6 separate regions of the Mus musculus genome follow, and all the other regions are linked to region 1. The links are chromatin contacts, called in public Hi-C and promoter capture Hi-C maps. All regions are on one chromosome and are shown on one strand. The core of a region is the stretch at or near the end of the contact, and the rest is flanking DNA. Distances in the headings are between cores, read along the strand shown. Region 1 holds the start of Pds5b (PDS5 cohesin associated factor B). Region 2 overlaps Stard13 (StAR-related lipid transfer (START) domain containing 13). Region 3 overlaps Stard13 (StAR-related lipid transfer (START) domain containing 13). Region 4 has its middle 70 kb from the start of Kl. Region 5 has its middle 45 kb from the start of Kl. Region 6 holds the start of Kl (klotho).

Region 1 (4,997 bases), core at 1,596-4,095:
TGGACGGATGGATGGATGTCTAACAGTGTCAATAAAAGAGCAAGTAGCTCTTAAAGACAGAGGCTCCAAGAGGTTGGTTAGCTTCTGAAAGAAGAGAGGTGAACAGAATCCTGGACAACAGTTGTTAAAGCCAGAGTCTAAACCAGTCAGTTGACTTTGAAGCTGAAATGAGAGGAAAGTGAGAACAGGATGGAGATGATGGGTTGAATCCCGATGACTTCAATTACATACAGTAAGTCCTACACAAAGCAACAGACACCAGCAAACTTCTCAGTTTCTCAATCGCCCACCTGAGTAAGCTTTTAACCCAGGGCCATTCCATCTAAACCTAACTTCTCATCTGTAGAGGGCTGGCAACAAGCCTCAAGTTCCTCGGTAGTTTTCTAACACCTGCAAAGTAAACGTAAATTTCCACTTTTGCAGCATTTTATGTCACCTAAGAATCCGTAAACCAGAGTGAACTAGCTCTTCTATTAATGCAAATCAAATGTGAAATAAGTAGCATGCTGGGAGCCAAAGAACAATCTCCAAATATGCTAAGGGGAATAAGAAAAACGCAGCCCCCCAAATCATTCCCTTCCTCCAGAAGTTCAGCTCTCCAGCCACTTCTCTGTTCACCTGAGCAAGACCTGTCTAAAACAAGGTGTCATTTTGCTTAGCTTAGCAAATTACTGTTAAAGCCAGATTCTTAGAATACTGTTCTTTGTTAAACAAAGTTAGAGAACATGATAAACTTAAAATTTAAATAATGATCATCAAACATCAAACTGTCTAGAACCCTGGTACAAACAAGCCGAGTACAAACCATCTTATGACAAGTCACCATCATCACAAGATCTCTTCTGAGGAGAGAGGGAGAGGGGACCAAAGCCAGGGGATTAAAGGCAACTGAAAGCATCAACAAGAGCTGCAGGAAAAGCAAAACCTTCAACCAGAATGACAAAGTTCTTTTAAAAAGGAGGGAAAAAAAAAGGCAAAAGACTAGCATTACTTTCTCATCAGAGACACTTCAAACAGAATCCAACTAAGAGGAAAACATCTGTGCTACTTTAGTAGTAAACTTTAAAACACATCTTTTCTATATATGTATCTGTAAATTTACATCATATGCAAATACGAGTTCAAAGAAGTAACGTTTTGATTCAAGATGGTTTTTATGAGCTGGGTGTGGCAATGTAATCCCAGCACATCAGGCCAGAAAGATTGCCAGTTCCAGGCTACCATAGCATACTACTCCCCACTTTCACCACCCTAAAAGTGTGTTTAATATTTAAACTTTGGGAATTAATTTATTAATCTTATGTGCCATATAACTTTTTACCTCCAAACTCGCCGCTGTAAAATCAGTTAGGTATTATGCTGTCACCATGAAATGGAAGATTACCTGTTCCACAGCGGCCTGCCATAGCTCCCAAGTGTTCACTCTACTAAAGTCCCCCAAACACTAGCATCTGACATGTCTAGTGCACAGCCAAGAGATAGCCTCTGAAACCCGCGCTTGTGCCAACTTAGTTGACTTTCACAAAAGTTAACACAGAAAACACCCCCTCGTGGAACTGTTAACTACATGTGCTGAGAACAATGCTTAAATTGCCCTTCTCCACTTCAGTCATCATAAGTTAGCTACAGCCCACCTCCTACACTACATACACCTGGCTTTTAAAAGGTTATTTCGTTGAAGTCCACAGGCCTCCCCAACTCTCTCAGGACCTCAGACCAACCTTCAAAAATGAAACAATACTTCCAAAGCTTCAACAAGTATTCAACAGAGAGACCGCTCCTTGGAGCGATTACAGCCACCCATCAGTTCCTAACTCTAGTATCAAAGGAGCATTCTTTGAAATCAAAAATATGGGGGGGGGGGGGGGCTTTTAAATCTTGGTAGGGTTCCTGAGGATGGAGCGAACGAATCACTCTTCTTTCAAACCCCTCGGGAGTTCGTACTGGAATAGCATGCAGCGCTGAAGAGCAGGTGCTGAATTTCGGGGTTCCGTCGACCCTGCAAACACCTGTCGGCTGCATGCTACATGCCTGCTCCTATGTGCAAACATCACATTTGCTCTTCAACGTACAGAGCAAAAACCGAAACAAAACAAAAAGCAGACCCACAGCCACAGCCGCCGCCAACGCCGCCAACACCAACGCCGCCGCCGCCAGGGCTTCTCCCGGACCGCAAACTTTTAGAGTGTCAGTGGAATAACGGTGCAGAGGCGGGCGGGCGAGCCCGCACCGCACACTGTCCGTACCGCCGTGGGGCTGCACCCGCGGTCGCCCGAGGACTCTCTCTCTCTCTCTCTCTCTCTCTCTCTGACTCTCTCTGACTCTCTCCTCTTTCTCTCTCTCTCTCTCTCTCGCTCTCGCTCTCTCGGCCGGCTCCCGGCTCTTCCCCGACTCCCGAGCAGTGCGGCGCGCCTCCCCTCGCGCCGGGCCCGCAGGCAGCCGGAAGGGGGAAGCGGCGCGGGGGGCTTCTCTCCAGGGGGAGGAGAGGGGAGGGGGAGGGGCGCGGCCGCGGCCCCCGCAAAGGTCACTCCGGGCCGGCGCCAGCCGCGGCCCGCGGCCTCCCCGCCCCCGGCCCCACCGCAGCCCCGCTGGGACACCGGGACACGCGAGGCTCAGCGGGCGACGGCTCCACGCGCGCACGCCCCGCTAGAAAAATGGAGCGTGGGGCGCTGAGGCGATGAAGAGGCGCTCCCTTTCCGTTACCCGAGTCGCTCCTACCTCCGGTCGCCCGGCTCCTACACTCCTCGCGCTCCTCCGATCTCGGGGATCCGCCGCCCTCGCCGCCGCCGCCGCCGCCGCCGCATCCAATCGCCTCCTCCCGCCCCCCCTCCCCTTCCGCAGCCAGTCCAGGCCGTTCCTCCGCCTCTCCGCTTCAAAATGGCGCCAAGAGCAGCTCCGCGGCTGCTCCAATCGAACCGCGGCGGACAGCGCCTGGGGGGCAGGCAGAGCGCCGCGTGGGTTCTCAGCGCCCCCTACCGGCCGCACGGCTTCTCGCTCAGGCGCGTGCGCACGCGCTCCTCAGCCCGCGCTCCGGGCTCCGCCCCACACACCCGGGGGCGCGCACGCGCAGGCTCCGCCCTGCTGGCGCGGCCTCCTCTGTCTCCTTGGCAGCAGAGTGATGGGCAGCTGTCAGTGCGTTCTCTCAGCTTGGACTCAGCCTCCCAGGCTTTGGCGGGAAATCTGTAGATAGCTGAACTCCGCTGGCTTTGGCTTTTTTTTTTCTTTCCTTTTTTGGATGAGGCTTTTTTTTTTTTCTTTCCTTTTTCTTTCCTTTGCCGCCCTAGCTGGCCTGTGGAGCTCACTGTGTACACCAGGCTACACATGATCTTACCATGTAGACCAGGCTGCCCTCGAGTTCAGAGATCTGCCTGCCTCTGCTTCTGCCTCCTTAGTACTGGCATTTTCCCTACGCCCGGCCTTTTTTTTTTTTTTTAATTTCTAAAAAAAAAAAAAGGAGGGGGACGGCGAGATGGTTCAACGGGTTAGAGCACCGATTGCTCTTCCGAAGGTCCTGAGTTCAAACCCCAGCAACCACATGGTGGATCACAACCACCCATAATGAGATCTGACACCCACCATCTTCTGGAGCGAGAGGGTGCCAACTGGAGTGAGTAGAGGTCCTAAGTTCAATTCCCCAACAACCACATGAAGGCTCACAGCCATCTGTATAGCTATAGTGTACTCATACACATAAAATAAAAAATAAATGTGTATTATTTTATTTGAGAATACGCTCTCACTATGCAGCCCTGACTGGCCTAGAAATCACTATATAACCCAGGCTAGGCTCCATCCTCCAGCCACTGCCTTCCCAATGCTGGGACTAAAGGTATGTGCCACCACTCCTGGCTTTTTTTGTTGTTTTGTCTTGTTTTGTTAGATAGGGTCTCACTATGTAGCTCTGTCTGGGTCTGGAGCTCACAGAGACCCACCTGCCTCTGCCTCTATGCCTCTGCCTCCCAAGTGCTAGAATTAAAGGTGTATTCCACCTCTTGTGCGATGTTTTAAACCCTGTGGTGCAGCACAGATTATGTGCTGTGTAAATGAAAGATTATTAATGTCTACATGGCTCCTCACCGGTTGGTGGACCTAGGGATCCAGTGTTCATCCCACTGCTCAAGAACCCCCCTTAACGGGGTGAGGAAGCGATTGGAAGGCCACAAAGATGCCATCCAGAAAATGAGGTTTGTGCGCCCTTGCCACTTCTGCCCTCACTGCTGCAGCTGTGGGCTGGGCGGGCTAAGATGGAGGTTTCTCTTCACCCCCAGGTCCCTGTCAGAGCTGACAAGTCTTGGTCGCCTTTTGCTCTTTGATGCTGTCCATCCCTGCAGTGAGCAGGATCTCCCTGCACTAGGACTGTTTGTTTCAACAATGAACATGTGAGGTGAATCGGGAGCTTATGGTAAGATATTCGAAACGAAAGATAGGCAATGCAGGTTTATAAACCACAGTGTTTGTGCTGGGGAAGAAGAGCCTTAAGTTGTAGCAGAGCAAGCACCTTCAGATACTAGCACCTATTCATTCCCTCTCTCAGCAGGGTTCCTGGGATCACTCTGTCTTCTACAGAGCTGTACTACAGGCATCTACCCATTTTATGCATCCACTAAGCCTTGGGAACTCTCCTATACAACTTCAATGTTCCCAGCAAGGACAGAACAGAAGAGCTAGATAGGTCTTAAAAAAAAAAAAAGCAAATCTTTGGCCCTGGCTTCTTAGGCAAGCGTGGTGCCACTCACCTTTAATCTCAACCCTTGGGAGGCAGAGGCAGGCAGATCTCTGTTAGGTTTGAGGTCAGCCTGGTCTACACAGTGAGTCCCGGGACAGCCAAGGTTACAGTGAGATCCTGTCTCAAAAACAAAACAAAGTAGAAAGAAAGAAAGAAACAAAGAAACAAAGAAAGAAGCTTCCAGCTCTTTGTTGTTATTTTCTTTCTATTTATTTATTTATTTATTATATGTAAGTACACTGTAGCTGACTTCAGACACACCAGAAGAGGA
Region 2 (4,997 bases), core at 1,572-4,071, 500 kb before region 1:
GCCATTTGTATCTCTTTTTAAGACCTGTTCTTCAGTTCATCAGCTCACCTATTGATTGGAGGATGGTTTAGGGCTTTTTCCTGTTTAGTTTTTGCAGTTCTTTCCAAACCCTTGATATTGATCCCCTGTTTAATGTGTAGCCAGAAGAGACTTAATGCCCAGTTGACAAATTAAAAACTGAGCTCTGTTTTCCATGCTAATTCCAATAAGTTTTTAAAAGATTTTAATAGTTTTCTTCGCTTAAGACTGTCATCCCCATTAATTAGAGAATATTCTTTATATTTATTGTATCCTTCAGCTAAGAAAAAAGAAACAGGAATATGATATTTGTTGAGATTTATTCTTAGAAGTAAATTTATTGACATTTTGACAGATACAACGTATGAAAGCTTCTGGTTCATTGATTTTTTTTTAAATAGAAAATATATACTTTTAATCCCCTCAAGATAGATATTCCTAAAGACAGAAAATCAGTACATACAGCCTTCTGCATTCATTATGACATAATGTTAATTTTGAGCCTTATAAAACCCTTATTTTATAGGATGTAATATTTGACGTTTACGTATGACATGAAATGAACCCAGAAGGCTATGCAGCATCCTCTTAGTGGCTTGACAGTTGGGGGAACAATTCTAAGCTCATTGTCTCATTGAAGACATACCTGTGTAAATATATTCATGTGTGAATACATCCAGGTGTGAATTGGTTTCACCGTCACTGATTAGGAAGCCTTGCTCCCTACAGTCTGTTTTTGTGAGACATGAAAAACCATGAATAAGTCTTTCTAGTCTAAAATGTTTCTGAAAGCTAGGGAGTACAGTGGAGCTTCCAGGTCAGCACCAGCTTGTTTTATCCATGTTCTAGAACTTGAGTGTGTGGTGTCTTCAGCAACAGGATCATGTCATTGAGATCTTGAGAGTTACCAATGGCCTTGGTGGGACAGAGGGACATCACTGACCAACAATCCCCAAAGAACTATCTTGCTCCTGGCACTGGTCTTTTTTTTTTTTTTTTTAACTTGTTAGCCTGTGGTGTGTAAGAAGAGCACTGTTGGCCCGTTACAAGTTTAAACGTTCCTAATCTCATTTCCCCCAAATCATTGCTTTGCAATGGAATCCTGTGGCACAGAAAAGCATACTTCCATGACTGGTTCTGTGGCGGGCTAATGTAAACTCACCTGACAGAATAAGGACGCCTGGCAGCAGGCACCTGCAGTGGTCAAACATTAACTAACTAAGACAAGAAGTTGTTTCAGAGTCCACATTTCCCTCCTCCCCTGCCTCCAGATTCCCAGCCATGGTTTGCACGAGGCTGCTCTGGTTCTGTTTCCTTCATGTGAGCCTTTCTCCTGTGGCTCTGGTCATTGTATTGTTGGTTACCTTTTCAGAGCCTGCTCTGGACACTGAAGCTCATCAGTGCCAAGAACGACAGAGGGTGTAGACAAGGTCCTTTCATCTCATTGACAGTCACTCTTCTTCAGTCTGCTTGAGCCTTGCAGGTGGACCCATAGCCTTGGGGGGAGCCCTGCTTCACATTACCATGCTGTCATAGCTGTAGAAAAAAATATTCAGGGTGCCATGTGGACAGGCAAGTGATCTGCAAAGTTTGCTAACATCTGTATGCACGAAGATGAAACATTCAGACTGGAGTCAGCCATTTAGTCTTTATATTTCCCATTATACATCTTAAGTTTTGGAGTACTTCTCATTTCTAAGCTTAGCAACAGTAGTCTCGAAGCTACCTTCTAGAGCCTTCCCAGGGTTAATCTACCAACTGTCTTCAAGGAGTCCAGTGTGGTTGGAAATGATTCTCCTATTGTGTTTTCATTAAGACCTGAGTTTACCCTTTTGGAAAATAAGCAAGATTGAGCCTCACACCTTGCACTCACCCCTCCCTTTTCTTAGATGCATAAATGAAGGCTCTATGGTGTTAAATGAACTTTCCTGATGTCCCACAGCCAGTGAGTGCTTGAACTGTACTCTGAACTCAAGTCTGGGTGAGCTAAGAGCCCATGTTGCTCACCACTGCCAATCCCCATCCTCCTTCTAATTATAAGTAGACATTGTTTACTTGGACCCAAAGATGGTTTGAGTGTTTGTTCTTTGTCATTATAGACACAGTTGGCCCCTCCTCCCCTCTCCCCCCATTGCTGGAGAACATCATTCAGCTACAACCAGCTTGTGACCACCCTACACTAACACCCTCTTTCTGCCCTCCCGCTGCCTTCCCAGAGTTGGCTGCTCTTTATCAAGAACTCTGCGTCCAAAGTAAATGTCAGGACAGCAGGACTTCTTGCCAGAGGCTGGATAGTGTGGTTAGGTAGGCCCTGGCCCAAAAAGAGGGAAAAGAAAAATTTCCTCTACCCTTGGCCTAACCTTCCCACTTTCTACCTTTTAGAATGCTGCCTTTCTCCATAAAAAGTGCCTGGTGGAGTGCCCAGCCTCCCCTACACTTCCCCAGGGGCTCCCAGGCTGAGACTCCTGTGCCTTCACAGTGGGTCTTTTCAGACAGGAGCTGATCACATGGGACTTGAATTGAGCCTGTGCTGGTCTGGGGACAGCAGCCCTCAAAATCCCTGGCTCTATAATGCTGAGAAAGAGTGACTTATAAGAGGGTCCTGATTTACAGAAAGAAGTCTTGTGTGGAGGATTGTTTTCCCCCTGCACATTGGACAACTCCGACCTTATTCCAGAATGGTCCCAGTTGTAGCTGCCGAACAGTAGCTCGTCAGAAGAAGCAATCAGTGCTCTGCCAACTTAGACTGTTTGAGAAATTTTGCCAGAAGCAAAACAGGATCAAAAATAATAAACAGACCTCCTCCCTTGCCGCACCACCGCTGTTTACATGAGGAGACTGGTAAGCTGGCTGTGCCACAGAGCTCTCAGGGGAGGGTTTTTTGTTGTTGTTTGTTTTGTTTTTTCTTTTAAGCAGAAAAGGTTAAGTTGAGGAGTGCTCTCTTGTATTCATTTTGAGATTGTTCCAGGCTAGTCAAGGTTCTAAAACAACAGACAGCACTAAGGAATGTCTGTCTTCCAAATACAAGTTACCTGTTGTGGTGAGGCATCCGCAGGGTAGAAAACCCAGGAGTGGTGTGAGCCTAGAGAAGGAAGGCTATGTTTTAGGAGGAAAGACCCCACCAGTGAGGCAAGCTCAAAGAGGCAGGAGGCCTGGCTTTTAGGATACTCTGTCCTAGGTAGGGAGTCCCAAGTGCTTTCACTTCCCCACCAGACCACTGTCTGGGGAGGGGGGGATGGTTGATAATGAGATGGGAGGATCAGCTCTTGCCCATCAGCAGTGTTACTGAGGGGGAAAATGAATGAAAAATTAACTGAAATGAATGTGTGGTACTCCAACTCTTGATTGGCTCTCCAGTAGGTCTCTGCTATAGGGATCACTGGAGAGCTTGACTCTATTCTCTGCTGTCCTGGGTTAAGCACAAAGCTTGCTTCTATTCCAAAACCAGTGATTCACAGAACTCCCCAAGGACCTGGAAAGAATGTGCCACTTCAGCACTGGTTTGTTTTAAATTGGTTCCCAAGTCATTCTCCTAAATTCTCAGCTTCCTTTAAAATTGTTTTATAGGCTTAATGTATGATGAGTAACTGTCTCACTCACTGAGGTCATTGTGAATTCTAATTTTCCCCTCTCATTTCTCATGAGCTCTGAAGGGTCACGGACATCATTTGGTACTTTTACTTGACTAAGCATTGTTTCATCCTTCATGAACAATTTCCTGTAACCATTAGCAAAGCAACACCTTTTAAAACAGGAGATATTGTGTCACAGTGTGAGGGACTGTGACAGGGCAATGTAAAGGGTAGGCTTTTGGGTTTATGGAAGGCCAGCTCACTGCCCAAGGCTAAGATCCTGTGCAGTGTCGCCAAGCAAGTTGGGAGGCCTTTAGGCATGTTCTCAGATCTTAGCTGCTTGTACGACTTTGAGGGGACAAAAGGAGGCTGGGGTTACACTGCCCAGATGGTTTGACTCTTCATAGTCACCTCCTAGCTCAAGTCTTATGAGAGAAGAGCAGAAGACAGCAAACACACAGTGTGTAGACACATCTCATTCTGTACTCTGTTTCAATATCCGTTTTATTCTATTTGCTTTAACTATTTGTTTGCCTATCCTGGCTGGATTTGAGGAGACAGTCACTACTTAGCAAGACTCAAATGAAGTCTCTGAAAAGTGCTCAGTGCATCTGGTTATGGTTTGGAAAGGCTGTGTAAGTCTGAATTCAGTGGCGGGAACTGGAGGGAGGACATGAACAAAGACCAAAGGGGCCTGTTTGGTGGAGGAATACCTAAGCTCATGGCTTGCCAAAACCGTTTCCTTCACCTGGGACTTCACTGACTTCATCCCTGCTCTCCAACGTGAGAATAGCATCTACCCATGTCCATGTCCACATCCATACAAACACAAGATGCCTCTCTCTGGGTTTCCCAACAGCCTTTGTCTTAGTGGAATACTTTTTTTTTCCTTCATAGCTGGATCTGCCTGGTGCATAGACATTTAAATACATTAGCATGTTTGTGATTGATATTAGCAATTTGGCTTGTGTGCTATGAAGACTTCAGAACCTTGATTTAACATGAAGCACCAAGAGGCTGAGTCTTTTCTGAAATTTCTAGTGTGTAGGTAATATGCATCAGTTAAGGCCACCAGCCTTGTTATTTTCCAGATGGGGTTCAAATCCAAGTCTTCATACTTCTTAAAGTGATCTTGAGTATTTCCCATGATCCCTGCAAACTTGTTTCGTAAGCTATACAGAATACTGATGATGGCTACTCCATGCAGTTGTGAGAATGAAGTATTCCCATATACACACATATGAATGTTCACTGTAAAAAGAAAAGAAGGTATAGCACTAACAATAAGCTACAAGGTCCATTCTTCTATCGATTAGCTACTCATGGGGTAGATTCAAAAGCCAGGCTGTTCGTAACTACACATAGTGGAACTTCAGGCCACAGTCATAGGAGACCTAAAGTTAACCC
Region 3 (4,997 bases), core at 1,368-3,867, 410 kb before region 1:
TCTCCCAGGACTTCCCCAGGAGAGCCCTGAGTTTGGTGCTCAAAATGAAAGCATACTCTCCCTTTGGTGATTTGGGTATTCGTCCATCTACAAGATCATAACAGCAGCAAATGAAGACTTCACAACCATTTCTCCTGAAAGGCTCAGACTACCTTCTTTGCATTAATAACAAAACCCAGATTGCTACAAGCTTAAAGAGTAATGGGCCAACCTGGGCTTTTCTGCTTCAGTGCAAAGGGACTGCCAGGCTATGCATGGAGCCTCCCTCCATTTTCTAGGTTCTACTAAAACGATTCCACAGTAGACAGAAGCAATAAGTGAAGGAGATAGGACAGACATCACATCTAGCTGGGATGTCACCTGCGTTTGACTCCCTTGAGCCAATGGTCCTCCCAAGAAGCCTGAGTCCTTCTCTGAAAGAGGCAATACCAATGGCCCAGAACTGTTCCCTTACCATCCATTGAACTAACTCACTTTGGTCCCCAGTAGAGGCAAACCGGGTGCAGCTCATAGGCTATGGTGTTCGGTGCTGATGGGTTCTGTGGTCTGACTGCACCAAGACAACAGCAGTGATCTGCAGATACCATAGGTTCATGCAGTGTTCATATAGAATTGCATTTCAGGCCAGTGGTTCTCAACCTGTGGGGCATGACCCCTTTGGGAGTTGAATGACTCTTTCACAGGGGTGGCCTAAGACCATCAAAAAGCACAGATATTTACATTATGATTCACAACAGTAGGCAAAAGTTCAGTTATGAAGTACAACAAAAATAATTTTATGGTTGAGAGTCACCACAACATGAGGGACTATATTAAAGGGTCACAGCATTAAGAGGGCTGAGAACCACTGTTCTAGGCTTCTGAAAATTATAAGAAGAATAAATTATGGTATAAGCTTGGGAGAGGCTCCAGTCCAGTCCATTTGTGGATGGCAAAATACATTCTATAATTAAAATTTTTATTCACGTTGGAACAGTCTGCCAGGCAATCATAAAAAGACCAACGAGGACCATTCGAGAGTTTGTCTTATTACTTATAATTAAATTTAAGTTGTATTTGTCCTCACTGAAGGTTGGCTTCACTCACACCAGAGTTTTATAGCAGTTTTGACAGAGTATAGTGAATATTTCTGGTATATGGTATATTTCTTACCTACAGAAGCCAAATCTGAGAGAGGCTATCATCTATCTCTACAATGTATGTTGCACCCAGTCTGGGTGCTTACAAAGGTCACCGTTGTTTACCTCACCATATGAGAAATAATTCACAAATCAACAATGCTCTATCACACCATGAAGAGATGCATAGTGTCAGACAGTTACCCTAAAGAGTATTTTCTTCTCTCATGGTTTACAGGATTCAGGATGGTCTGTTTATAAGAAGATTGAAATTATACCCAACATTTCTTTAAAAAAAAAAAGTTTGGCTCTTTAACCCTCACCTTTCTTACTCTCTAGCCCTCCTTTTCTCTCTCCCTTTCCTACTCTCTCCACATGGCCGTGGCTGGCCTCTCTCTTTCTACCTTCTCTCCTTTCTCCCTGCCTTTCTACAATAAAGCTCTAAAACCATTTTTTTTAAAGTTTGTTTTTGATATCTTGTTAGTTTATTGTGTACTTAATTTTCAAAGATTTATTTATTTGTTATATGTAAGTACACTATAGCTGTTTTCAGACACACCAGAAGAGGGTGTTAGATCTCACTCATTACAGATGGTTGGGAGCTACCGTGTGCTTGCTGGGATTTGAGCTCAGGACCTCCAGAAGAGCTGTCAGTGCTCTTAACTGCTGAGCCATCTCTCCAGCCCCTATACCCAAAATGTCAAAATGCCTCCAATGATGATAATTTTGCACACTGGATTAAGAGCTAATTAGCATACAGTGGATAGACAAAATCTATCCAGACCACTGAGCTGGAGACAGTGCCCGTGTAAACTCAGGTAGGCATGACCACCCTTCTGTAATCTAATACACGGGACACACAGATAGGAGAGCCCCAGGACAAGCTGGTAATCTGGACCCTTTCGGGGGCTCTCCTAAGACCATTGGAAAACACAGATATTTACATTACAATTCGTAATGCTATGGTTGGGGGTCACCACAACATGAGAAACTGTATTAAAGGGTCACAGCATTAGGAAGGGTGAAAACCGCCCATCTAGACAGAGTTGATGAACTCTGGGTTCAAAGGAGAGGTCTTACCTTAATACGTAAGATGAGGAGGTGAAGACACTCAATGTTAACCTTTGGCCTACATATACACAGCCATGCACTACAAACACATGTGCACATACACCCATGAGAACATGCACACAATACATGTGCAACGAAAACAATCTCTGAAAAATAAATGCACATCACTTTATATCTTTAATTCCAAAGCCCAATAAATAATAATCATTATAATACAAATGGTATCTTTTCAAATTGACTGCTTTTAGAGCCCTTTGAGGTTCATAACAAACTTTAACTGATGCACAGTGCCCACATTTGCCCCTTGCCCTCACATACATTTCTACCACGATCAATATCTGCCAAAGGGCAGTCCACCCATTACAGCATGAAGTACACAGGGTGAATTACAGCACTGCTTTCTATTTAAATTCTGTGCTTTTGACGGGTGTATAGTGACAGACATGCACCACTGTGGCATTCGCATCCATTTCACTGCCCTAAAAACCCTCTGCTCTGCCTAGGCGTCCCTCCATTTCCCTAGTCTCTGGCAACTTCTGGTCTTTGGACTGCCTCCATAACTTTAACTCTTGCACAATGCTTTCTAATTAGAATCACAATTTACAGCCTTTTCATATTGGCCTTTAATAGTCACTTAAGTGTCTACTGTGCCTTCTGTGTCTTTATAACTCACTTCTAATTACCACTCTGTTGTCTGGTTATACCATAGTTCATCTTTCCAGCCACCGGACATCTTGATTGCTCTTGAATTTCACTAGTGATGACTAAAGTGGCTGTAAACACTGAGTGTGTACACATTTACACGTGGAAATAAATCTTAAACCCATTTGGGTGAATACCAACGGGTGTGTTTCGCAGTAATGACCTGTTCAGCTGTCTCACCTGAGCCATGTCCCATTGTCAGCAGCAGTGGGTGAGCGCTCCTGACCCTCGCTCTCTCAGTAGCACTGTTTAAAGAAGCAGTGGAACTCATGATTGCTTTAATTTGCAATTAACATGTTATACTGAACACTTTACGTTGTGTCTTATTTCATTTTATCTGTGTGTCTGTGTCTTTGAGTATATCTGTGTGTCACTGTGTGTGTTTATGTCTATGTGTGTGTGTCTGTGTGTTTCTATGTGTATGTCCCCCTCTGTGTCTGTATCTGAGTGTGGGTCTGTGTGTGTGTTTATGTGTATGTCCCTCTCTGTGTCTGTATCCTTGTGTGTTTGTGTGTGAATGTGTATCTGTGTGTATATCTCTGTGTGTCTGTGTATATCTGTAGGTCTGTGTGTGTATCTCTGTGTGATGTATATCTGTTTTTATGTCCCTGTGTGTGTGTGTGTGAGTGTGTATGTCTGTGTATATGACTGTGTCTGTGTCCCTGTATTTGTGTGTATGTATGTGTCTATGTGTGTGCCTTTGAGTGTGTGTGTGTGTCTGTCTGTCTGTGTCTATATTACTCTGTGTGTGTGTGTGTGTGTGTGTGTGTGTGTGTGTGTGTGTGTAGGTAGATCTATGTATATGTGTGTGTCTCTGTGTATCTGTGTATATGTTTGTGTCCCTATGTGTGTGTCCCTGTGTTGGTGTCTGGGGGTATAATATGTATATATCTGCATGTGTGGGTATGAGTGTACATGTCTGTGTATATGTCTGTGTCCCTCTGTGTGTGTGTGTATCTGTAAGACTCTGCCAAGCCTTAGTTACTGGGGACCCCCGTGTGAACAACACGGAGCCAGGGATTGATGCAGAAGCAAGAGGAATTTATTGTTCCAGTGCACTGGGGTCGTACTACACCAGAAGGAGAGGTGGCAACCCTGGGTAGCCCATTCAGCGAGTTTTTATACAGTTTCCAGGGGCAAAATGGAGCATCAGCAACTAGGCACAATATGATTGGTGGAACAGTGCACCCTTTAAACTGATTGATCTTTAGGGGATGAGGTAGTGGGGGCTTGCTCAGCCTCTCCCTTCCAGCCTACATGCTCTCTGACCTGTCTCTTCCAGGAGGGGAGGGGTGCCTATGTGCTCGGGGGTCTGGTGGAATTTTCCAACAGCTCGGAACTGACCTCTTCATATCTGTGTCTGTGTGTGTCTCTTCATTTGCACCCACACGTGAGTGCCATACCTCTAGGCCAGAAGATGGCATCAGAGCCTGTGGGGGTGGGGTACAGGCAGTTGTGAGCCTTCAGAGGTAGCAAGCACTCCTAGCCACTGAGCCATCTCTTCAGCCCAATGCTGATTATATTTTACTACAACGTCCCTTTTTATGATGAAGATAGTTGTGATAAAAATAATTAAACTATCTTTAAACTGGGCCATTTGCTTTCTTATTGTGGGTTTTAAGGTTATTTGAACACACTGTATAATTGATCAGATTCAGATAAACATTTCAGAAACGTTTTCTTCAGGTCTCCTTCCAGTCATCTCATCCTCTGTATGATCAGAACTTTTACATCTTGTCACTTGGATGCACCTTTGATGTTGAAAACAAAAAGTCATCACACACTCAAGGCCACTTAAATTTTGTCCTATTTTCATTTTGAAATCCTAGAGCTGCGCGTTTCTGTTTAGGGATGTGGTCTACTTGGAAGTCATCTGTATTAGGAGCAGAAAGTCTACCTGGATTGATTTTTTTTTTCATGTGACTATCTAGATGTTTCATGACCATTTGTTAAGAGATTACTTGTTATCTCTAACCTCAGCTTTGCTCCTTTGTACAGGTCAAGTGACTATATTTACTGGGCCTAGTTGGAGCCATGAACCCTGCCCCATTGATCCATTTGTCCACTTTCCCACTACTTATCCAACTTCATTGCTGTTTCTTCCTT
Region 4 (4,997 bases), core at 832-3,331, 350 kb before region 1:
TCTGTACCCCTACTCTACCACACCCCACAACTCCTACTTTCCTGCGGGCCTGGAAGATGTACTTTTCTAGAACATTCCAGGACAAGAGAGTTTTGCCTTGATATCAGAACACTTGCTGGCAGCCTCCTCCCACATGACCCCTACTTCATTTATTAAGTTTGTCATCCCTATAAGGACCTGGTAGAAATAACCTATGGAGAGGGAGAATTTTTATTTTTGGTTCAAAAGTTTCAGCCATTCACCTCAGGGTGGAAGCAGAGCAGGAGGAAGAGGGCAGAATTAGAAGCAACTGAAGGGCACTCCCCAGCTTCCGCCATTTCAATGATTGTCTTAGTCAGGGTTTCTATTCCAATCATGACCAAGAAGCAAGTTGGGGAGGAAAGGGTTTATTCAGCTTACTCTTCCACATTGCTGTTCATCACCAAGGAAGTCAGGGCTGGAACTCAAGCAGGTCAGGAAGCAGGAGCTGATGCAGAAGCCACGGAGGGATGTTCTTTACTGGCTTGCTTCCCCTGGCTTGCTCAGCCTGCTCTCTTATATAACCCAGGACTACCAGCCCAGAGATGGTCCCACCCACAAGGGGCCTTTCCCACTTGATCACTAATTGAGAAAATGCCTTACAATTGGATATCATGGAGGCATTTCCTCAACTGAAGCTCCTTTCTCTGTGATAACTCCAGCTGTGTCAAGTTGACACAAAACTAGCCAGTACACTGATCCTCAACAGTCCACTCAAACATGGACTGTGAACTAAATTAAACTGTCCATGCATGAGGCCTGAGTCCTGGAAGCACACACAGGGACACCCAGAGGTGCCCTCAGTAATCTAGTAGGTATTTCTCAGTCCCGTCAAGGTGACAACTATGATTAACTACAAAAACAGCTCAAGGCTGCCAAATCTCACCTTTGCACTTAGGAGAACCCAGAAGCCTTTGATTGTGGGAAGTCCTACCCTTGTTAAGAACTTGCTGAGTCTGCTTTGTCTCCGTCTTATAAAACACAATTTTGTCAAGTTGGTGTTTTTGTTTTTAACCAGAGGAAGACCAAGGTGTTGGCATTCTGTCTGGATTCCACCCCCACAGTTACCTGGCAACAGCCAGGTAGGCCTGGCCCACTATAAAAGGGGCTGCTTGGCCCCTCCTCTCTCTCTCTCTCTTACTCTTGCCTCTCTCTTTTGCCTCTTGCCTTCTTGTTCCCCATCTCTCTCTATTCCCTTTCCCCCCACCCACTCTCCACGTGTTCATGCTGGTTTCTACTTCTCTACTCTCTCCCTCTCTCTGCCTTTCTCTGCCTCTATTACCCTCATAACTCCCCTCCCCGTGCCCTGAATAAACTCTATTCTATACTATACCGTTGTGTGGCTGGTCCCTCATGGGGAAGGGATGCCTTGGCATGGGCCCCGCTGAGGCCCCCCCTCCCCCCATACCTCACCACACCTCCACAGATTATATCTTAATATTTCTTTATCTTTTTATAATCACAACACAAGGACCTGACTATTTCTCATGCCAGTAGGACTCTCAATTCCACAGCAACTTGGAAATGGCAGCTTCCTGCTATCCATCAGTTTTGAGGAGTTTTGGGATAAACCCAGCAGTGTTTATACCCAGCATCGGATTCAAGGAATAGAAATATCCAACTAGCTCTGCAGCTTCTCAAAGGTCTGAGGGAGCCAGCGGCAAGGGAACTGCTTAGAGGGACTGAGATACTGTTATGATTTTCCCCGTGAATCCCAAGGTCTAGCTGGTCCAGTTTTGGTGAACTAGATCCAATTCTGGGCTCAGCTTGATGCAAAACAGACACCCAGCGGGGAACTTGGACAGACTCTGGCTCAGGAGGGATTTTAAACAGCAGCTCACTCAGCGGGGCTCCAGCTCTGTGGAGCTCGCTAGGAAGGGGTGGAGGGGCCTGCTTTCCCAGGGAAGACAGAAGAACAAGCTGTAATTCCGGTTCAAGGATTTGGGAGCGTAAAACAAACAGCGTCTCCAGTTCCCACATTCCAAAGTCAAGATGTTATGCAGAGATTGAAAATAGGTTGTTCAAGGTGACACTTCAGGCTCTGCGACTGCGGACGAGCCTCTAGAGCTAAAAGTTGTCATCTCTCCTTGAAAATGGGCACAATTGCATGAGGCTTTGCTGTGCGAGCACATTACAGACGTGCCAAATCCATTGATTTCCATGTCCGTGTAATTTCAACATACACATCATTTATGCATTAGACCAATACTACTCCCATTGTGTTTTAAAGAATAAAATAAGGCACAGAAAAACTCTCCTGAAATTACCTACCCAGGACAGAAAACCCTGGCAATTGAATCTCTGTTCTCCTGGCTCTTTGAGGAGGAGGCTGCTCTCCACAGAGTAGCCATGACAACCATACAGAGTAGATTTCTTGGGGTTTTCTGCTGAGACAGGAGCTGGAGTCTTCCACAGAACATGTTAAGTATAATTAGCAGATAATCTCCATAATGAAGACACTGCAGACTGAGACCTGCAAGCTTCCTGATGAATTCAGGATTTACAAAGGGATGGGGAGGAGAAACTACTCATTATGTACCTGAGCCTGCAGACCTGTAAATTCTGAGGTATACCCCACTGAGACACACACACACACCTCCAGGTTCTCACCCAGTGACATGTCTGGGTGCAGCTAGTCCAAAAATTGAGACTTGGGGTGAGAGCCCTGGATTTTTTCCATAGTTCTCAGTCCTTTGAAAAGGTGTCAATTACAATGCACTTGGGCTTCCAATTGCTCCCACATAGTTGACCAATCCTTGGTACAAGGGATTGATAAAGAGGCAACTGAGAATTCAGCATTTCTGGGTCTCCAGCTGCATCTTGCTTCTTCGAAACAAGATGAAAGGCTAAGAACACATTCAAAGGTGGCCACACATGGTCATGGAAGAATTTCAGCCCAGAATGTGCCACAGAGAACGGGCCGACATTGAAAACAATAATACAAGGAATTTTCAAAAACATATGTAGTAAAAAATAAAGAGGAGAGAGAGACCAGCTCTGCCTGATCATGTCAATGGGAAACAGAGGAAAGACAAACAATTCTTCCTTGTATGAACTATGACCATCTCCATCTTGAAATTCTTTGAAATTCCTGTGCTGCTGTGACAAGTGCAGGCTCCCACGTTCCCCACGATGAGTTAGGCAGGACCTGGCTGGAGAAAGTGAAGTCATCGGCCCAGAATTTGTGTCATGTCCTGGACTCTTCAGAGTCCTCCACGAAGGCTCCTGGCCTGGGCCTTCCTTACAAAGACTGTCAGCAGTGAGGCCCAAGAGTGACTGTGTGGGCGGAATTAAATTTCTGGTAGATTCTCAGCTGTGAAGCTGCAAAGTAATTCATTCCTGCTTCAAGCTTTTAAGCAATGGCCAAAGTAATTTCCAAAGTCTCAGCTATTTTATGTTCCTGCCAGCAAAGCCTGAGGACTCCAGTGTCTCGCTACCCTCTTGCACGGTGACATCTCCCATTGCCACCTTTGAAGGATGCCCACTCTAGTGGGTATGGATTGTTATTTCAATATCATGCACTGCTGTTTTAAAATAAAATCCCTGCCATTCGATTTTTACCAGTGAAGACTCAGAAGACAGATGCTGGGGTGAAAACCTGCCAATGCAGAGAGGCAGAAAGAGCACACACACACACGCACGCATGCACACAAACATATACACACACGCATGCACACACACACAGGCTGACCTTCCTACTCCACTGACATTCAGAAGGAAAAAGCCCCCTGTCCTACTTCACGATGTGAAGCACCCTTCACCTCGAAGACCCTTCTCTCTCTTTCCTTATGTTCATTCCCCCTCAGCTGGTTGCTTGCTCTACCTTGTGGCCTATCCTTGGCTACCTTTTGTTCTTGCTTGCTGAAAGCTCTTGGGTTAAAGGTGTGTGTTAGGGCTCAGCTACACCACAATAAGTAACAGGGTTTTTTTTTTTTGTTTGTTTTTGTTTTTCCCCAGTTCACAATCTCTGGGTTTACAATGTGATCAAATATCCTGCAAAAATGTGCATCTTTAATTTTTAAAAAATATTTATTTAATGCTAGGCAGTGGTATCGCACGCCTTTAATCCCAGCACTTGGGAGGCAGAGGCAGGCGGATTTCTGAGTTCAAGACCAGCCTGGTCTACAGAGTGAGTTCCAGGACAGCCAGGGCTACACAGAGAAACCCTGTCTCGGAAAAAAAAAAAAATTAATGTGTATGTATATGCTTGTCTGAGTACTATGTGTGTGTGGGTACATTTTAAAAGCAGTTAAGTGTTTAACAGTTCACTGTTTTAGATTTCTAGAAGGCCAAGGCCATTGGAAGGGCTGTATGAAGCAGTGCTCGGTGACATATAAAGTGATCCCGACCTTGTCCCGCTTCTCAGGACCATCTTCCTCGCTAAGCTCTTCCTACCCTAGTGAAGGAAGAGGAACGTGCACGATGACAACCAATTTCCTCTCCAACTGACGAGGGCGGGGAAAATTTCAACACAGGCAACAAGAGAGTCACAACAGGGGCCAAGCAGGAAGACGCTGCCGCTTTAACGCGCAGGATAGCTGGAAGCCGGTTCTGTAAACCACGGAGATGCACAGCAGCAGTCCCAGAGCAGAGGGGTAAGACAGCTGGGGTGAAGGCTGGGAAAGAAAATGGCTCCCATCTCCAAGTCCTCTCTGAGGAACAACAGGAAGCATGAAGCATCCCTCTCTCCCACCTCACCTAACTCTGCTCTGTCTGTACAGCAACCCTCTGGGAATGTTTTCCTCCCAGACAGGCAAGGAGAGTGTACAATCCACTACTGTTTTCACCTCACCTCTGGCACACACGCGCACGCATGCATGCTCGATCCATGAATAGGGCTTCTGGGTTACTGAGAGCATTGCTTCCTCCAACGCTTTTCTGAGCCCCTGAGTAAACACCGATTGGGTCAGCAGGACCACAGGAAGGCCATGCGACCATTTTCAACTATAGTGGAAATTTGCAAGACCACACATGGTCGA
Region 5 (4,997 bases), core at 1,778-4,277, 320 kb before region 1:
CCTATGGCTGCTAAGGTGGATAGGATCAGGACATGGATACATTACTCCTACATTAAGCCTGCCAGGTAAGATAGATGATCCAGCAGTTGAGATTCCAGAGGAGGAGACGTCCAGAGGAACCACCACAGGAATGATGGATGGTCGTCACCCCACACCCTGTCGATGCACTGAAACTGCGACTCCAGCCCTCCTGATGCTGTTCGCTTGCTACTTCCACTTTACTGCACCAGCCAGTAGCCCCTTGTCTATCTGGGGACGCAGCAACAACCTTGTCATCAGGTTCACAATGGCTGGCAGGAAGGCCAAACGGGCTGCCAGTTCTTAACTCCTCTTGCCCAGACTTAACACAGAACCTTTGGTTACCGGACAGAGACACTGCATTAGAAATAAGGTAGCCCCAGCCTGTTCCCACCTCTGCAACGCAACCCCTACTGTTGCATCACACATGATGCCCCCAGAGAATACTTAGTGGGCATGTACCTCAAGGCTTAGGATTTTTATGTTCTAGTACAGCTTGTACCCAGAGTGACTTATTACTCTAGGGAGGATGTCTTCAACTAGCTAGCACCTCCAAGCAATTGAGTTAAAAGGGTGGCCATTTCCGCTGTATTACTAGGTTCTCTCCTTGACATACGGCTGGCTGGAGCTGCTAGTGTAGGGGCTTAGGAAACATCTCAAGGATTCAAGATGGCTATTACTGAAGGAAGTGGAGGAGAAAGGGATAAGACAGGCTGACTCCATCGCAGGCTTCAAACTGGCAGTTCAGGAGACTAGGCCTAGATCTCTGTTTCCAAGAACTGGGTAATTCCGGGCAAGTCCAGACCACAGAAGCAGCCCTGCCACCTGGCCTGAGGCAAGGACAATGGGTAAGCAGCAGTTTGCAGATGTCCCCATCGAGTTTCCAGCCCATGCACCTCAGTAATGGAATGTCCTTAGAGATGGACCCAACAGACTAACATAGAGGTCACTTACCCCAGAATTCCCTAATGTGCTTTAAATCAGGTCTGCAAGTTCACTCAGGTGTCTCTCTATTCTGGTAATGGGAGCCCCCAGCATGCTGAACTTCTGCAGAATAAAACACTTTTTGCATTTACACACTATTTGAGTCCAAGGTATCATTTTTCGGCAAATCATGAACTCTTATACTTAGAGGAAACATTCAGCCACAAGCCAGAGCTAGATAGACAATCTAGAGGACATACACCACGTGTCTTAGATACTTTTTCGGTTGCTGTGGTAAAACACTCTGACCAAAAGCAACCTAAGGAAGAGTTTATTCTAGCTTCTGGTTCCAGAGGAGTGAGAGAGAGTCTGTCATGGTGAGGAGGTGAGGCAGTAGGCAGGCAGACAGCAGGCATGGTGGCAGGAGCAGGGACCTGAAAGTTCACACCTTCACTGCAGGTGTGAAGCAGGGACTGTGAACTGGAAGTGGGATGAGGTTTTTAAATTCTCAAAACCTGCCTCTAACCAGGCGGTGGTACCACATGCCTTTAGTCCCAGCACTTGGGAGGCAGAGGCAGGTGGATTTCTGAGTTCGAGGCCAGCCTGGTCTACAGAGTGAGTTCCAGGACAGCCAGGGCTACACAGAGGGACCCTGTATTGAAAAAAAAAAACCAACCAACCAAATAAGTAAATAAATAAATAAATAAAATAAAATAAAATAAAAGCCTACCTCTAGAAACATCCTTCCTCCAGCAGGGCCACATCTCTCAAAACACCACCAACAACTGGGGACCAAGTACTCAAATGTCTGGGCTTAGGGGAATTCATTTCTCATTCAAACTACCATGCCTACGTAATTCCTATGAGTTTTAAAGTCGGTGCTGGGTAGGATGGCTCACACCTGTAATCCCAGCACTTGTGAGGTTGACCCAGACGATTGCCAGGAGTTTCAGAGCAGCCTGGGCTATTCAGCAAGTACCAAGTCAAGTTGGGCTACAGAGTGAGACTCTTTCTCAAAAATATTAAGATTTGGAGAAGCCAGGATGAAATTACCCTGCTCTTGTTTTAGCTTCGGTGGTAATCCTACCCCCAGAGAAGCTGCTCTATTGGTTTTTGTTGTTGTTGTCATTGTTTGTTTGTTTGTTTTTTAAAGCTCCCAGGTGACTGGAATGTATTACCAATACTGGATCCCACTGGTCTTAATCACTCTATCCCCTTATAGATAAGGACAACCCCTGGTTGAAAAGATATCTTGCTTCCGGTTGTAAAGCAAATTTGCTAGTAGCCTAGCAGTTCCAAGATCCCTATCTGATTTGGGGCTGCCTCTACTACATAAGAGCTTGGTCCTTCTGAACTCCAGGCCCTCTCTTTCCATGCATAGGAGTTGGCAGATTTCTTTTTTTCCAAGAATGTTTTGCCAGGGCTGGGTTTGTGGCTCCATCGAAAGTGTGCTTGCTTAAAATGCAAGAACCTTCAGTCCCCAGCACCACACTAACCAGGTGTGATGGTTTGTAGCTGTGATCCCAGCCAGCTCTTGGGAAGTAAAGAGAGGAAGATCAGAGTTTCAAGGCCATCCTCTGCTATGTAATGTGGTTCAAGACCAACCTCGAATGTGAGAACCTGTCTTAGACCAAAAACAACAAAAGCTTTGTGATTAGGAATTTAGCTCAATAAATAGTGGAGCATCTGCTTAACGAGTGACAAGTGCAAGACCCCAGGTTCAGTCTCCAGAACTGGGGGGGGGGGGGGGGGGGGGGGAATCAGACACACACACAGGCACAGACACCCACACACAGAAACAGACACACATACAGGCACACACACAGACACACAGAGACACACACACAGGCACTCACACAGGCACAGACACACAGAGACACACACAGACACCCACACACAGAGACACACACAGACACACACATATACACACACACAGATACACATACACAGACACACACATACAGACACACACAGGCTCTGTGAGTGCTGCTCCACCCAGGATCCCACAGAGCAGACCCCTCACCCACTCTCCTGCTCTGTCCCTGTCCTTCCTTCTTCCCTGGATGAGTCATGGTGATGTCACATGTCTTCGGGCACTAGATTCCTGCACCTCCAGGATGACTAACCTGCACTGCCAGCTATGTGGGTTGGTAAGGAATGACAGGCAGGGATAAATTAAAGCCATTTTATTACGGCACCAACAACAATAAAAGCTGACCCACTCATCATGTTGCTCGTGCGTTCATCTTAACTGTCAATCTTTCTCTAATTTTAAGTCCATTCTTCTCCTTCCCAGCTTAGCACTTCTGCCCCCCCCCCCCCGCACCCCCTCTCACACCCCTCCACCCACACCCACCCCTGCTCCTATCTGTTGAAACATTCCATTTGAAACCTTGGGGCTGTTTATCAGAGACTCAGGATAGCCTGTGATTTAAAGGCAGAAACGAGTCCGTGTCTTAAATGTAGCACTAAGGCCATGAACACTGCACAATTTGCCATCTAATAGCTTAGATGTTGCTAGCCAAAGCTTTTGATTCACTTTAACCAAAAATAATACAAAATGCCTTAGGCAACATTTGTGCTCTAAGCTGTAATTAGCAGAAACTGCAGCCCAAAGAGATGGAAAGTTCCAAACTCATCAATTCTAGTCATTTATTAAGGGAAATGGCTGATGTTTCTATTGCAAAAAAAAATTATACAAGATAAATAAAGTCATTTACTGTTAAATTGTTTTACCATAAAATAAGCATATTCAAAGATTATACTAAATGAAGAAACCCTACTAACTAAAGATTTTGGAAATAAGTGAAAAATTGATGTCTGCAACTATTTACCAACTAAATAACAAATACGCAAATTCTAATGTTCTGTCTGTGTCATTAGATTGTTTCAAAAGAGCAGATGGTACAAGACACAAGTAAGGATGTATCTTCTGCCAAATGGTCTTCAGGATTCTACCCATAAAAAAAATTGTATAATTAAACAAAAATAACACAACAAAATAACTTAGTATCATAAAGTAAATATAAGAATTGAGTTTTCTTTCAATTTTACTAAAGGAATCCGTCTGAACATGTCTATGAAAAGTCACAAAAATTAACTGATGTGTCAGGGTAAATAAACCATCTTGATAGTAACACTTTATTTTTACAACATTGAGCTCTAAATATTGAGTTATCAACAAATCTGAAACATGTTAAGAGTAAGTGGGATTAGTCTAGAAAAATTATGTCACACGCTTTTCATCGCTGTGATGAAATAAAGTCACGCCCCCCCACCCCACCCCCAAAAGACAACTTTAGGAGAGAAACCATCTCCTCAGCCTGAGACTTTAGTAGACCTCTGATCAGTATTGGAACTATTAAAGATAGTGGGGGGGGGGGTTTAGGAGGGGAGGGGGGAGTTGCTGGAGAGCCAGCTCAGTGGTTAAGTTCACTGAATGCTCTTGCAGAGAACCCTGATTTGATTCTCAGCACCAACATGGTGGCTCACAGCCATCTTTAACTCCAGTTCCAGAGGATCCGACGCCCTCTTCTGGCCTCCATTGGCACTGCATGCATGTAGTGCACAGACATACATGCAGGCAAAACACACATAAAATAAAAATAAATAAAATCTGAAATAAAAAAGGACAATAAGGAACTTTTGAGCTTAGAATGAATATACTTTATGCCATGGGTTGGCCATGAGTCTATGGGAGCCATGGGTAGAATGTAGTGGTTTCAATGTCAAAACTTCCCTCTTGGTCTCCCATTGATGGTACTGTTTTGAGAGGTTTTGGTCGAGTTAGGAGGTTGAAGTGAGTTACTAGGGGCAAGCCTTGAGTCTGGAAAGCCTCATCCTATTCTTGTCCTCTCTCTGTTGCCTGACTGAAGCAGTTGCTGTCACGTTTCACCTGCTTTGATGGACCCTATCTCCTTGAATCTTAAGCTAGAATAAACCTGCCCCACCCCCAAGTTATTTCTGGTCAGGTATTTGATCACAGCTATGAGAAAAGCAACAATCCACATATAGGTCTTTAGAGGATACGTTCCACCAATTGTTTAGCCTAGTTG
Region 6 (4,997 bases), core at 1,599-4,098, 280 kb before region 1:
TGAGGTGGAGAGTCCGTCCCTGCCCCAGGCTCCAAAGCACACCTGTAGATCAGTCTCAGAGCAGGGGAAAAGGGTTGGTTTCCCAGCATTCCACTCTGGGATGCAAACTAATACTCAAAGGGCTCAGCGGCCCCCAGCTCTTCCCAAAACAACCAGTATCGAAACCAAAAGCGCCGGTTTCCAAAATCTGCACATCTTGACTTTTTCAGATAAAGTAAGAACTCCTCAACCCCGTCACACAAACACCAACGATCAGCACCCAGAGCAAAAGAAAAGGATCGTTCGCAGTGGCATTCGTTTGTGATGCTTTACTTCTAAATAATTTAATGGGCTGGCTAAATTCTAAACCGAGAGGAATTAAAAAAGCAAAATTAATATTTTACAGTAACTCGGGTTTCAAGCGCAGCACCAGCAAAAATAAGCCACGTGCCTGCCAGTTGCTAATGTCTTGTGGCTACAAAGTCCACTGCACTTCTACAAAGGACAGTTAGTGTTTGGCAACATTTTTGTGTAATTCCCCAGAAATACAATGGCAAAGTTAAAGGCATGACTGACAGGGAGCGGCAGAGAGTTCATGCAATCCTTCATGCTATAAGTGATTACGGAGCACCAGACTTACAACCCCCCACTTTCACATACATAGAATTTATCATATGTACTCCAGACACTAGAATTTGCATCATTTAAATTTCAAGGAGTGATCCTTGTCCCTAATCTCTCTCTGGCAGGAACTGATAATTTGTCTTTTCTTCAAAAGATGGTTCAGTTCACCCACCTGCCCCCACCCCCATGGTTTTTCTACATCAGTCCTTCTGGGTTGATTTGGTCCAGGGCTTGTTGGTTTCTTTAAAAGATGGGCATATTGACCACACTTAGGAATCACTATTGTAAAAGTAACAGTATATAAAAATACACACCTACATGAAACCAAAGCCACGAGCAAACCCAGGTTTTGTGAAGCTGACATACAATGTCAGTTAGCCAATATCTCACTACCCAGAGCGCAGAATCGACTCAATAGGCCAGCGCTGTTCTGCCACAATTGTCTATGGTTAATTAGAAGTGTTTAGAACAGGCCTAGCTCTGTAGCTTAGAGTGTTGAAGTGCCCGACTGGTTAGAAAGTGTTTAGAAGGAGCCTCTGTCTTCAGGACGTTCAGAACCACTGACTGTATTTGGTCACTCACTTCATCGGTGAGGAATCCCTTCAACTAGAGAGAGCACTGTGGAAACACAGATGTTGGAAGAGCCATAAGCACACCCCCCTGTAGATGGTCCCGTGTTTATATGTCCATCTTGCACTGTGTGGGGGGGCAGGGAGGGGGGACTGTCTTCAGACCTATGACAATTCATGGTGATAGAGGCAAAGAAGTTCCTATCCAGCCCTGCCTCAGAAGGGACCTCAAAACACAGCTTAAACCCAAACAGTTCAAGGATTTTGACACTGCTACCAAACTAGATAACCTTGAGTCACTAGCAAGACGGGTTTTACTGAATTAACACAGAGGTCTTGCACGGGCAATGCCTGTTTGCAGCTCGTGAACACGGGTGTTGCTTTCATTCACCGTCTTTATTCTGACTCTGCAGCTGATTCTAACAAATCTTGCTGGCCATTACCTCTAGGAACTTCGACTTCCCAACACCTGGGGAGAAACGCTTGCTCAGTGGAGAAATGGCCCCGTGTCCTTTTCTAGGGGCCCTAAAGCACGCGCTGCAGGATTCCGCTCCAGTTTCTAACTCCACTTCTAGAAGAGAACCCCAGAGCTGCTGGGGGGGGGGGGGTGTCTCCGCCTGCAAAGTGTCAGACCTGTGTGACCTCGTAATGGGTTCAAGTAAGGATTTCTGGAAGTGGCTCTGGCACTTCCGAGGCCCTCTGTCCCCCAAGGTGGCCCCCTGCCTGGCCCCTCGAACTCACCAAAAGTAGGTTGTGGGCAACCAGGTACCCGAGCCTGGAGCTGCCCCTCACGCCCGGGGCCAGGCGCCCGGTGGCATACCCGTGCCAGGCCACCACGTAGGGGTTGTCAATGGTGATCCAGTACTTGACCTGACCACCGAAGTGGCGGAAGCAGAGCTCGGCATAATCCCTGAAATGGTCGGCCAGGGCGCGATTGGCCCATCCGCCATAGGTGTCCTGCAGGCGCTGTGGCAGGTCCCAATGGTACAGGGTAACCACCGGCTGCACGCCCAGCTCCCGCAGCCGCTCCAGCAGCCGCCGGTAGTAGCGCAGCCCCTCGCGGTTGGGAGTGCCCGCGGTGCCATTGGGGAGCACCCGCGCCCACGATATGGAGAAGCGGTAGTGGGTGACCCCCAGTTCGCGCAGCCCCTCTGTGTCGCGGTAGACGTTGTTGTAACTATCGCTGGCCACATCTCCAGTGGAGGACAGGGGAGGCGACGGGGCACCCGACGGCGCCACGACGATCGGGGAGTCGGACGGGGCCGCCCCAGAGTGATGGGTGAAAGTGTCCCAGATGGACGCGCCTTTGCCGTGCTGTCGCCAGCCGCCCTCGGTCTGATAGGCGGCGCTGCCTACCGCCCAGAGGAAACCGTCGGGGAAGGTGTCGTGGAGGAGGCCAGCGGCCTCTGGGGCAGGAGCGCGCGCGAAGCGAGCCCAGGTCTGCGCGCCCTGACCCGGCTCAGCGCTCAGGCAGCGGGCGCGCAGGGCGAGCAGCAGCAGATGCAGCAACAGCAAACGGAGCAGCACCAGCCGCGGCGGGCGGCGAGGAGGGGCGCGGGCTAGCATGCTGCGGGAGCCGGGAGGGCACCGCGCCGCGCCCCTATATGCCCGCGCCCCGCCGCCCTCCCTACGCGGTGCCCACCCCCGCTCCCGCCGCCCCACGAGCAATGATTATCCAGAGCAGGCGCCGCCCCCCACTCCGGCCTGGCACGGGGGCGGGACAGGGGCTCAGCCAGCCAGGGTGCCCAGAGAGAGCACAGCAGGGGTCATAGGGACGTCGGAGAACAAGCACCTGCTGCAGCCAGCTCAGGGAGCAGACTATTCCACATCGCACAATCCTGTGGCCTCCATCCTGAGATGTCCCCGCGTCGCCCACTCCCCGCGTCCACTCCCTTTGCCTTCCTGGGACTGGTGTTCCTGGAGGACAGAAACAGCTGCCCAACTTTGCACAACGTTTGGCGCCTCGGGGGTGGGGGAGTGGGGAAAATCACCTGCTTTCCCCTTTCTCCCATTCTGAGCCCTCTATCCAGGGGAATCTTTCAGAGAACATCCCAGGAGAGCTTTGCTGTATCTGAACACAGCAGGAAGGCAGGGTGGGGAATTCAGGTGGAACTTTGCGAGGTTTAAGAGTACTCAGGCAGTTTTCTTCTGATAAGAGAGTCCCCCATCCCATTAGAGAAGGCGAGAGTCCGCCTTGCCTCAGACCCCAGCCTGCAGAGCCTACAAGAACACACAGTGGGTCTAAGAATGATGGGTTGTGTGAGGCTTCTGTTTCTCCTTTCCCTGGGTCGTCCCCTTCTCTTCCCTCCCCCGTTATCCCCCTTTAACCCTTTAAATCAGCAGTGTTCCTTAATGAGATCCCTCTGGATTCTCTGGTGAGGTTGTAGCTGTGAGTTGTTTTCCAAGAGAAAGAAAAACTCCAGACCACTCACATTTCAACTTCCATGGCACCATATCCCGTTCATCACCCTTTGCCATCCTTCTTATGAATATCCACGTTTTGACGTCCAGCCCTGGCTTAGCAAGTGGGGTCTCTGGGCAGGAGTGCTGGGTGGGAGACTTCTGTCCCCCACGCCGTGTATGTATGTATGTATGTATGAATGTACACCTATACCTATACATATACACGGGCTTTGTCCCATTCATTGGGAAACATCTCGAAGCTCAAAGGACAAATGTACACTAAGATGAGTCCCTAAGGGAAGCCCAGAAAAAATGAAGGATGCCACCATCCTACTCAGTAAGGTACAACTCAGCCGCTGCCTCCCGCCCACAGAGGGATGAGTAACATCCTTGCAGAACAGGCACTCTGAGAGTGATGTCCTCCTCAGAATTCCACACAAATAGAAAGTCAATACAGCCACAAGTGTTACATTCGAAGATGCTTGCTACAATGTCAGCACAGTAAACTTACTCCAGTACTTGATGAAATAGTCTCAACTCCAGCAAGCACACATTATCACCATTAGTGATATGAAGTCACCAGGTGGGGACAAAGACACCTCGTTTCTATTCAGTGTGTCATTAAAATATCTCAATAAATGAAAAAATAACAATGAGCAATTTTTTTTAAATCGCTTCATGCAGCCTTGCAGTCACCATCTTACCGGAAGATTCGACAGCACATATGTCTGCATGCAGCATCAAGGGCCCCTTCTAGAGCTGAAGCTTCAAGTGACTTAAGGAAACAGTTGGGAGGGCTGTAGAGATGGCTCGGTGGTTAAGAGCAGTGACTAGTCTACCAGAGGACCCAGGTGCAATTCCCAGCACCCACATGGCAGCTCACAACTGTCTATAACTTCAAGATTCCTTCACAATATACCTTCACAGATACCCATACATGTAAAACAACAACAAACCCAATGCACATTTTTTAAAAAGTAATAATTTTTAAAAAGAAAGAAACAGTTGAGGCTGGGGATGTACTTAGTCTTACTGTTTAGTGTGCTAAATAGATTCTACCTATTGTTCTTTTTTTTTTTAAGTTGACCAACAATACTAAAAAGAAAAGGAATTTCTCGTACAGCAGTGATTAAAGGGTGACTAACTGCTTCCCATTTGATATTTATCTGCAAGAGGGACATGTGGTATATTAGATGGACCCAGAGTCTACCAAACTTGATAGCAGGGCTCCTAGATCACAGTTAATTCAACCCAACAAAAGGGATTCCCCGGTAATTAAACTTGATCTTCAGAACTTTCTTTTAAACATTTCTTTCCAGATTTATTTTTACTTTCTATGCTGTGGTAATTGAACTCTGGACTCCCCAAGTATGAGTAAGGACTCCTGTGTTACTTCTCGAATTTGGGGAGATCAAGGGGGTG

What was found. Promoter capture Hi-C pulls out the DNA fragments that hold promoters and counts their contacts. A called contact is a pair of places that touch in the nucleus more often than the background predicts.
Region 2: a Hi-C map of embryonic fibroblasts shows a contact between it and region 1, with 3 times the contacts expected there. The contact joins the enhancer-like site here to the promoter of Pds5b in region 1. A contact is called at or near these places in 3 of 39 promoter capture datasets (the SN4741 cell line, cranial neural crest and hippocampal neurons), 3 of 484 Hi-C or Micro-C datasets (the 3T3-L1 cell line, adipose-derived mesenchymal stem cells and embryonic fibroblasts), 3 of 115 datasets of contacts at active chromatin or transcription factors (the NIH/3T3 cell line, embryonic limb bud and forebrain) and 1 of 9 other capture datasets (adipose tissue).
Region 3: a contact with region 1 is called in a promoter capture Hi-C map of liver, with 4 times the contacts expected there. The contact joins the enhancer-like site here to the promoter of Pds5b in region 1. A contact is called at or near these places in 5 of 39 promoter capture datasets (3T3-L1-derived adipocytes, frontonasal cranial neural crest, hippocampal neurons and 2 more), 3 of 115 datasets of contacts at active chromatin or transcription factors (embryonic limb bud, forebrain and heart atrium) and 1 of 9 other capture datasets (adipose tissue).
Region 4: a promoter capture Hi-C map of hippocampal neurons shows a contact between it and region 1, with 5 times the contacts expected there. The contact joins the enhancer-like site here to the promoter of Pds5b in region 1. A contact is called at or near these places in 6 of 39 promoter capture datasets (3T3-L1-derived adipocytes, hippocampal neurons, liver and 2 more), 2 of 484 Hi-C or Micro-C datasets (cerebral cortex and embryonic stem cells), 3 of 115 datasets of contacts at active chromatin or transcription factors (embryonic stem cells, neural progenitor cells and stem cell-derived neural progenitor cells) and 1 of 9 other capture datasets (embryonic stem cells).
Region 5: a contact with region 1 is called in a promoter capture Hi-C map of hippocampal neurons, with 4 times the contacts expected there. The contact joins the enhancer-like site here to the promoter of Pds5b in region 1. A contact is called at or near these places in 3 of 39 promoter capture datasets (the 3T3-L1 cell line, embryonic stem cells and hippocampal neurons), 1 of 15 datasets of contacts at CTCF or cohesin (the NIH/3T3 cell line), 1 of 484 Hi-C or Micro-C datasets (the N1E-115 cell line) and 6 of 115 datasets of contacts at active chromatin or transcription factors (embryonic hindbrain, embryonic limb bud, embryonic stem cells and 2 more).
Region 6: a promoter capture Hi-C map of embryonic stem cells shows a contact between it and region 1. The contact joins the promoter of Kl here to the promoter of Pds5b in region 1. A contact is called at or near these places in 15 of 39 promoter capture datasets (the 3T3-L1 cell line, the SN4741 cell line, cranial neural crest and 7 more), 1 of 15 datasets of contacts at CTCF or cohesin (embryonic stem cells), 9 of 484 Hi-C or Micro-C datasets (embryonic stem cells, frontal cortex, myocytes and 1 more), 4 of 115 datasets of contacts at active chromatin or transcription factors (craniofacial prominence, embryonic limb bud, embryonic midbrain and 1 more) and 2 of 9 other capture datasets (embryonic stem cells and pancreatic islet).

What each region holds. Positions count from the first base shown.
Region 1 is chr5:150,671,675-150,676,671 of GRCm38.p6, reverse strand. Pds5b (PDS5 cohesin associated factor B) reads right to left here and starts at 2,845. Exons shown (of 35, transcript NM_175310.6): 1 at 2,719-2,845. It overlaps Gm40353, which reads right to left. Exons shown (of 6, transcript XM_017321266.1): 2 at 2,704-2,931; 3 at 2,110-2,646.
Region 2 is chr5:151,172,470-151,177,466 of GRCm38.p6, reverse strand. All of the region lies in intron 1 of Stard13 (StAR-related lipid transfer (START) domain containing 13), which reads left to right. Among named protein-coding and RNA genes, the nearest start is that of Stard13, 15 kb to the left of the region's middle. Within about 2 kb of position 2,821, at least 79 of the 459 cell types and tissues checked have an H3K27ac peak or open chromatin away from gene starts, as enhancers often do. A contact at or near this core is called in the SN4741 cell line, adipose tissue, adipose-derived mesenchymal stem cells and 1 more, where this site is marked.
Region 3 is chr5:151,078,026-151,083,022 of GRCm38.p6, reverse strand. All of the region lies in intron 3 of Stard13 (StAR-related lipid transfer (START) domain containing 13), which reads left to right. Among named protein-coding and RNA genes, the nearest start is that of Stard13, 110 kb to the left of the region's middle. Within about 2 kb of position 2,617, at least 7 of the 459 cell types and tissues checked have an H3K27ac peak or open chromatin away from gene starts, as enhancers often do. A contact at or near this core is called in liver, where this site is marked.
Region 4 is chr5:151,020,520-151,025,516 of GRCm38.p6, reverse strand. No RefSeq gene overlaps it. Among named protein-coding and RNA genes, the nearest start is that of Kl, 70 kb to the right of the region's middle. Within about 2 kb of position 2,081, at least 78 of the 459 cell types and tissues checked have an H3K27ac peak or open chromatin away from gene starts, as enhancers often do. A contact at or near this core is called in cerebral cortex, embryonic stem cells, hippocampal neurons and 1 more, where this site is marked.
Region 5 is chr5:150,994,766-150,999,762 of GRCm38.p6, reverse strand. No RefSeq gene overlaps it. Among named protein-coding and RNA genes, the nearest start is that of Kl, 45 kb to the right of the region's middle. Within about 2 kb of position 3,027, at least 62 of the 459 cell types and tissues checked have an H3K27ac peak or open chromatin away from gene starts, as enhancers often do. A contact at or near this core is called in hippocampal neurons, where this site is marked.
Region 6 is chr5:150,950,458-150,955,454 of GRCm38.p6, reverse strand. It overlaps Kl (klotho), which reads right to left and starts at 2,848. Exons shown (of 5, transcript NM_013823.2): 1 at 1,914-2,848. The coding sequence starts at 2,738.